Linked DNA regions of Zea mays: all the other regions are linked to region 3. A link is a contact called in public Hi-C data. All regions are on one chromosome and are shown on one strand. The core of a region is the stretch at or near the end of the contact, and the rest is flanking DNA. Distances in the headings are between cores, read along the strand shown.

The links. Hi-C and Micro-C count contacts between places; a contact is called where the count stands out from the background.
Region 1: a contact with region 3 is called in a Hi-C map of leaf, with 5 times the contacts expected there. The contact joins the enhancer-like site here to the promoter of LOC100192627 in region 3. A contact is called at or near these places in 9 of 25 Hi-C or Micro-C datasets (bundle sheath, ear, endosperm and 4 more).
Region 2: a contact with region 3 is called in a Hi-C map of ear, with 2.6 times the contacts expected there. The contact joins the promoter of LOC100216974 here to the promoter of LOC100192627 in region 3. A contact is called at or near these places in 6 of 25 Hi-C or Micro-C datasets (ear, leaf, leaf mesophyll and 1 more).

What each region holds. Positions count from the first base shown.
Region 1 is chr1:235,871,831-235,874,530 of Zm-B73-REFERENCE-NAM-5.0, forward strand. No RefSeq gene overlaps it. Among protein-coding and RNA genes, the nearest start is that of LOC100275748, 8.6 kb to the left of the region's middle. Within about 2 kb of position 1,316, at least 18 of the 20 cell types and tissues checked have an H3K27ac peak or open chromatin away from gene starts, as enhancers often do. A contact at or near this core is called in bundle sheath, ear, endosperm and 4 more, where this site is marked.
Region 2 is chr1:236,554,655-236,557,354 of Zm-B73-REFERENCE-NAM-5.0, forward strand. It overlaps LOC100216974, which reads right to left and starts at 1,380. Exons shown (of 8, transcript NM_001317379.1): 1 at 1,083-1,380. It overlaps LOC100286228 (mitochondrial import inner membrane translocase subunit TIM16), which reads right to left. Exons shown (of 4, transcript NM_001159116.2): 4 at 2,578-2,700.
Region 3 is chr1:236,197,240-236,199,939 of Zm-B73-REFERENCE-NAM-5.0, forward strand. It overlaps LOC100192627, which reads right to left and starts at 1,430. Exons shown (of 19, transcript NM_001329573.1): 1 at 994-1,430; 2 at 135-529. The coding sequence starts at 373.

The sequences.
Region 1 (2,700 bases), core at 66-2,565, 330 kb before region 3:
AACAGAAACGGCGAGACAGAGCAGGGGAACCATCGGCTATGACACCCAATAGCGTTCTTATGAAGAAATCAACCCGGTGGTGGCAAAACATCCATCCAAGGAGATAACACGGTCATCCACTAATAACTGTAGCAAAATATCAACCAGAGGGCAGCTCTGCAGTCTGCACAACCCATGGAGATCAAAGCATCCGCCACATGATGACAGGAACACGATCTTGGTTGCAAAGCATCCACCCAGAGAAAAGACCAATGACGATCAAGTATCCATTAAAAGAGATATAGCCAGTAGACTCTAAATTTTACACTACAAAAATAGAATTTAAGGATCATATCATTAAGATCATACTCTATTTCTATTTATTTTTGAACTAAAATTAATTAAGAACCAAAATGAATCTTCTAACAACTCAAATGGATATTGAAGAAATATTTCAATCATGATTCACTATCACCCCTAGTTGTAGGAGCGGCAAAACATTCGCCACAAAAGTTAAAAGACAAACTATTTTTTCTCTTTCGCCTCCTTAGCTTCAATGCTGCATAATAAATTTTATTTACTTGGTGCTTTTGATTAATGTTGTGGAAACCATCTTACAGGGTATTTGGATCCCCAGACTAAAGTTTAGTTACTCCGGATTTTGGATGACAGTTAGGATGACTAAACATGTGCTAGTTACAAAACTAATTACATAAGCCATGGCTAATTCGCGATATGAATCTATTAAATCTAACTAATCCATGATTAGCCTATATTTTGCTAAAAAAATGTGCTACCAATTAATTAATTAGGCTTAATAGATTCTCCTCGTAAATTAGCCATGCAATTAGACTTATAGCTAGAGCATGTTTAGTCCTTCTAATTGGCATCTAAAACGCGCACCACCTTAGCCATCCTCCTACTAGGACTGCCATTTGTGCTTGTCACCTCCAAGTCTTGACTTCCAAGAGTCTGAAGTAATGGTGCATTAGCGTAGAACACGATCCAAGATGGGGGAAAGGCTGTGAACTGCAACTTTTAAGGTGGACAGGAGGTGATCATTGTGCTTTATCGGAGCACGTTGTCTCCGAACGGATGGATGCTCTTGGTCTTGGCTCTAGGCATTACTGGTAATCGCCGCAAGATCCAAGAACTCCGACCTTTCGCTATCCAGCCTCCAAAAGAGCCCAGCGCCTCGAGAGCGCATGCCCGCATGGAAGTGCTCGTGGCCGAGCGTGGCGAATTGGCGATGGCCGCCCCGGTGAGAGACCCTACCCAGAAGGTCCACTGCGCACGAAATGATCAGCTGCCGCACCTGGCCCCACTCCGCCAGCGTGAGGGAGACCGGAGCTTTGGGTTGGTTGGGCCGGACCGGGCCGGGGTCCGTTTCTTTTCCCGGACAAATATCCAAATGCCGATGTGGGACGAAGCAAGCATAGGCAAACCGATACAGAAATCGGCCCGTGAGGTTAAAAGAAGGGGGAAAAAAGGACAATCAGCCCATGGAGTCAGTGTTGCACGTTAGGAAATCAGCGCAAGGGCGCAAGCACACGAGACGAAAGGGTTAAGCTCGCTCTGTCTGTCGAGCGATCATCGTCATTGTCAGGCTTCTTATATGCACTAGTTACACATAGGGATGGGCGGATGGCAATGGGTCGGGTTCGGATCTGGTAGGAAAAATACTCACCCGCGATCATACCCGCGGAGATTACTCATGCCCGCCCGTAACTATACCCGCGGGTAAAATTTTATGCCCGTGCTCATACCCATCGGGTATCGGGCGGGTATCGGGTACCCGTCGGATATAAAAAGATTTGCTAACACTTATCATAACTGATAAAAAAATAATTATCAAAATAATCGCATGCACATGTTTCCTAAGAAGTTTGTCGTTAAACATGAATTCATGATTAAAATTTAGTTCCTCATGAATTTAGTACGTGGTGAGTCAAGTGGTGCGGTGGTGCCTATGTATCAATAACTGTATTAACTGCTATTATGCAGCAGCAACAGTGCTTCTTGTGCATGCTACACTTATGGGCCATTTCAGAGCTCTCCTCACTGCTCACTACTCACAATTGCGGATGAACTAGGCCAGTACCTGCGCCAAGGGACAACAGCCCAGCACTCAGTGTCGCCGTGGGCTAATGAGATAGGTCATTGGGCTGATTTTTTTGGTGGGCTAAAAAGTTGTATCACAAATTTCGGATATCCACCGGGTACCCGCGGGCAAGAGATAAAACCCGTACCCGACCCGATTTTATCACGGGTCGGATACGGATAAGACCCGCGGGTCAAATTACGTACCCGAATCCGAACCCGATGGGTCGGATATCCATCGGATATCCGAACCCGCGGGTAAAATTGCCATCCCTAGTTACACACCCGTGCGTTACAACGACATATCTCTACTACTAATTATGTTAGTAGTGTAGGCGTCCAACACCTCTTGGCGCACGATCTGCCGCCCACCGCATCCTGCAGCCGCCCCGCATATGCCCCAGACGCGCATCCCGCAGCCGCGCCGCATACGCCCGCGCATCCCGTAGCCGCGCCGCAGCCGCTCCTTCCATCCTCCACCCTCCTTCCATCCTTCCGTCATTTGAAGGTGGGAGATCTCTGGGCGACAAGTTTCCTTCCACGGCGAATATCCCTGTTGTCAACAGTGCACCCATCCATCTCCACTTCCACCGCCGCCGAGAGACCCTAACCCCACCCATC
Region 2 (2,700 bases), core at 130-2,629, 360 kb after region 3:
TTAAGTCGATATTTAATACTCATAATTGATATTCAAATATTTGATATGACACGAAGTCACAAACTAAACTTTGGTTACTTTAGTATTGAAATGGTTTGGAGGGATTGGAGAGTGTATAAATTCCTAATAAATCAAAAAACTATCACAATACATATCAATCCATTTCAATCCCTTTTATTACTAGATTACCTAAACCAAACACCGGCGCCACGCACGCGATGACGTGGTGAGGAATTTGCGCAGACGCACAGAGGCGAACAAAGGGGCTCCTCCTCAGTCAGGCCAGTGCAGCGCTGCCACGTCGGATTATGCACTAGGCAGTGCTTGTGCTGAGTCCCTTCGGTTGGTTTGACTACCAGCTTGGCAACAGTGACGCTTACGACTACCAGCTTGGCAACATCTATTGCATGCCTGTCTATTCAGAAAGCCACCCCTGTCTGTCTAAGGTGGGTTCTAACTTCTAACCAAGATTAAGATTATTCTGTAACTAATAGTATATCAGCCTGACCTAGTTCATACGTGAGGAGCCATTTCGGCCACCAACTCCTCCGCGTTGCTAATTCTGTACTACTCCTTAACACCACTTGCTCTCCAGTCTCCAGCACGCAACACACGGATGCGCACGCTCCGGAAAACATGCGACGCACAAGAATGCGCACGCGCCTTCTCTAAAATTGGCAACGTGTTCTCGAAAAACGGGCGGGGGCCCGAGCTCCTGCGCGTCGATCGTCGGAAACAAGAGCCCGTAAAACTGAAGGCGACGGACGTACGGCGGCGGCCCGTCTCCAGTTTGGAGACGAAGGTGAAATGGGGGCGGACAAGATGTTGCGGCCTGCGGAGATTTTCCTGGTGTGTGTGTGTGTGCACAACGACTCGAACACACGCACGCACGCACCAACGGAATCCTGAATTTCCTGATCCTGTTTACCCCCCGAGAAGGAAAAAAAAAGGATCCCGGTTCTCAACGATCAATCAAAGTAGACAAGCGGCCAAACGTATCGCATCGACGACGAATGAATGGGACGAACAACAGATAGAGGTAAGCCAGCGAGCGATCGGGGGTGGGGGGGAATCGTACGCACCTCTGGGCTCTGGAGGAACCTTTGTTTGTATATTATCTATATATCCTTGATTCTTCCCGGCGAGTCCTCGATGATGGATCGGATCTTCTGGGGAGGAGAGGAAGGAGAACGGGAGAGGCAGACGAGCCGTTCCTCGACTCGCTCCGACTCCGAGGAAGGGGGGTGGCGCGGGTTCTGCTAATTGATTGCCCGTGTGTGTTTGTGAATTGGATTGGAGGAGGAGATGCGTGAGGCCGAAGAAGTCTTCCAGAAAAATGAAAGGAAGGAGGGAGGGGTAGGTGGCGAACAGCTCAAACGCCCGCCGTCGCTCGCATGATCGCGCCGCGTCGCCTTCTCCCCCTCCTCTTGCCTCGCGCTCGCAGTGTAGGACGTGTGGTGTCCCACCCACGAGGCCACGAGGGCCACGGTATGATTCCATCCAGACCAGTGTACACAAGTCCCTAGTCCTACTCTCTGATACATGGGCCCTACCTGGACTGTGTGTGTTTGTGTATTCCCGGGATACGTACATTTATCGTCCGATATATGTAACCCCTACTTGATAATGATAATGATTATACGTATCGTACTCGTATCACTTGCACTTGGACACCTCGGCTGCCTCACCCCAAAGGCCCCAGCTGCTGTTTTAATTAGGGACGCGTACGCTGCTATCCAACCTTGCACTGCAGCCCGGCCCACCAATAGCATCCTGACAAGCGCGATGCACGAACACGGCGGGGTCCGTTCCAGCGATCCCGTCAAATGGAAAGGGAATGAAGGACTTCTCCTTCTGTTCGTACCTCGCAGTAACATCGCTGGATGAAAACGACTGATACTGAATTTTCTGCACGGTTGAACTGGAACAGAAACACGATTGGTGATCCGAAGGGGGCACACCGCACACAACCAGCTATCACTATCAGGCTTCAGTGGACCAGCGAGCATCAGCTGAGGACTGACCACCACCCTTGGGCCTAGGCTAAAGATATACTAGTAGCTGTATAAGAAAAACGATTTTGAACCTGCTGCCGAGTCTCGTAAAATGAAATGTAACAGCGCAATTGGTCAGCCGGACACTGGAACCAGTACCAAACATTTTGGAATCATGCAGAATTCTTCGCCGGATTGATAGGCTGACCACCATTATTTCCTCACAAACGAGGACATGCCCGTTTGGCAGCCTAACAGCAAGGACAGCAAATGTTTCCAACACGCAAGCCGAACCTACATCCCCTCCAATATGTCTCCATCCGACACCCTCAATCAAAAATTCGAAAAGTTCTCCCTCCGTCGCCAATTAAAATTCGTTTTAAATAATTAATAGATTCGTAATACAATTAATAGATTCATAATACAACTAATAGCTCCATAATGCTTGATTTATATATTTTATATATTTCTACATTCATCATCATCTATTTGAGTATAGACATAAACATCAAGAGCTAAAATAAATCATATTTTAGGACGGAGAGAGTAAAAATTATGGATTTCACATCAATGCAGGTAGTATCAAGAATAATGGTTTGGCACAATCATCATATGGCAAAATAACAAAGTTGTAAGCGCCACCGAGCCAGAGCCCAGTGAGACCTTACTGATCAGTCTTACACATGTAGGAGTTTCAGTCGCTGCA
Region 3 (2,700 bases), core at 180-2,679:
ATCATTACGATGTTTCTACGGCTATTCGTTCTACCAATCACATCATTACGATGTAGAAACAAAAGGATTCATCGAGATTCACTTCCTCGAGGATAAGCTCCAACAGATTTGCTGACTAATTTGTCAGCGCTCACCTCCGGTTCTGGAACCAGACTTTAATCTGCTTGGCCTCGATGTTTGAGAGGATGGGGCACTCGCGTAGCAGCTGCTGCCTGCGCGCGGAGCTGGGCTTGGGGCACTCGGCGTACACCCGCTCCAGCGCCTCCACCTGCTCCGGCGTGTACCGCACGTACTTGCCCGTGTCCATCCCGCTCTTCTCGTACCCGCCGCCGCCATCGCTGCTCCCGCTCCGCATCGCTACGGCTGCTGCCATCGTTGCACGGCCACCGACCAGCACCGAAAGCAAAACTCCACCACGCACCCGTCCTCTCCGCCTCCGACCACCACTTCCCCTTTGTCAAACACTCAAACGGACCCTTCTCACGCCGTCGCTACCTGCAATTCCACCTTCTCACACACCGATCAAAACCTGCGAGATTCCAACGAAATCGGTGTTAGCAAAGATTTAATAACCTGAAAAAACGAAGTGCCGTCTCTATCCATCAGGCAAAGAAACGTAGAAAAGCACGCAAAGGAGTCAGCTTTTGGCTTGAAACCGAGGAGAGAAAAGGGGCGGCCACTGCAGAAGCAGAACACGCAAATGCGGCCGATTAGCCGCGTCGGGGACAGGGGATCGGGAAAACGACGCTGGAACCGCACGATTCCGCAACGCAAGACGAGATTGCAGGCCACAAAATCCAACGCGCAAGATGAGCGGCAGTTCAAATCCGCAATTTTTATCCCACACACACACTTCCCACGCAAAAGCAGATAAAAGCTCAACCAGAAGATCGCTTGACAGAGTCGAAAGAAATCCCAAAAAAATCGCAAGAACACGCAATGGCTCGCCGCAGAGGTACGCGAAACGGGGGCTCTGAGGAATGACGCGTTCACCTGTTCAGCTTTCCGCGCGCGCGCACCAGCAGCCAAGAGACGCACGGGCACCGTCGCCAGCTGCTGACCGGCATCACAGCGTACCACCGCGTCCGCGCAAACCGCCCCCCGCGACGGTGCACGGAGCCTCGGCCATCGACTGCAAAACACGCGCGCACCCGCCCAGCGACGCCTCCCAGAACCAGCAGTGCTGGCTAGCCCGCCCGGTTGCCGGATAATGTCGAAACAGAAGGAGACGACAGACGAGGAACCCAGCGGGTTCAGGAGGAGCCGACTAGGAGGAGGGGAGGCAGGAGGCAGGAGCCGAGTCGCCGAGAGCGGCAAAAGGCGACAGCTTTAAAGACGAGCGAGCGAGAAGCAGCAAGAGGAGACAGAAGAGTGGCAGCAAGCACTGCAGCGAGCTGCTCCTAGCTAGCAGCCTAGCACGTCTACTGTGAGGGCGCACGAGAAGAACTGCAGAAGAGGTGGAAAAAGCTGAAGAGGGAGGAGAGCGGAAGGCCACGTCCACGAGAACAGCTGGACTCGGTGCACGTAGCCCCTGAAGCTGGCGGTGGGGTCCGCGGACAGAAGTAGCGGCCGCATCGCGGACCACTGTTCCACGGAAAAGACGTCATTATTTTGTCCGTGACATTGCAATGTCGCGTGACCCTGACCTCTGTTTGAGTTATGACAACGAAATTGCAGTGAGGCAGTGACCAAACAAACGGTTTATTATTTATGTGAAAACCAGCAGGAGAAAAATCCTACATTGCGAATGTAGGTATTATAGATGTGATTCATAATTTAGACCGACCCAACGGCGTTATGCATCACGCGATGCACACAGGTAATAAGGATGCGTTTGTTCGAGATCAAACTAAAATGAGGCGGGGTGACATTGTCCCCTTTATTTTTTAATCACGCCGCCATCAAAAATTGTTCCCGTGTTTACCTTGCTCTTGCGTAACTCGCATCCAAACACTAGAAAATATGGTCGTCCTCTTTTATCCCTTCTTGTACGTCCAACCAAACACACCCTAAGCAGGGCCGGACCTGGGGGTGGTCGAGCCGGGCGGCCGCCCAGGGCCCCCAAAATGTTGGGCCCCCCACTAAGTATATATTTAAGTACAGTGTTTGGTGATTAAATCAGACTAAACAAACAACATTCGCTTTGTTAGTTGATCGATCAAAATATCTAAGCCAAGCTATGATCACGTTCACGTCTCTACTATATTTAAACACCATTTTTCTAGTTCCATGATTTCCACTGTCATTGTGCATTCTATATTTAAATGAAAAATGCTAACATTATGTACAATAAGGATTCAAACCATAATTGTTGGCTTTAAACCAACATTTACACTCACTTAGCCAATAGAACACACATGTCTTTATGTTTTATATTATATACTTAATCGTAAATAGAAAACGTAGCAATGTACGAACACTTTACTAGTATACGGTATACGTCATTTCCTATTTCCAAAGTGCCCTAATTCTTGCCAAGTAATTACGGTTATATAAGAGACAAGCTACGATTACGTCCACATATATGGTTATATCATATCATCAAGATTGAAATAGTATATGTCGATATTAATAACATACTCAATGTCTCTGTATTAAAGAGTGTTCGAAGAAACTTTATAAGATAATCCAATGTGCCAAGTAAGTTTTTATTAATTTAGTTAATATAATTTTTGAACCTTTCAACATATATGTTTATAA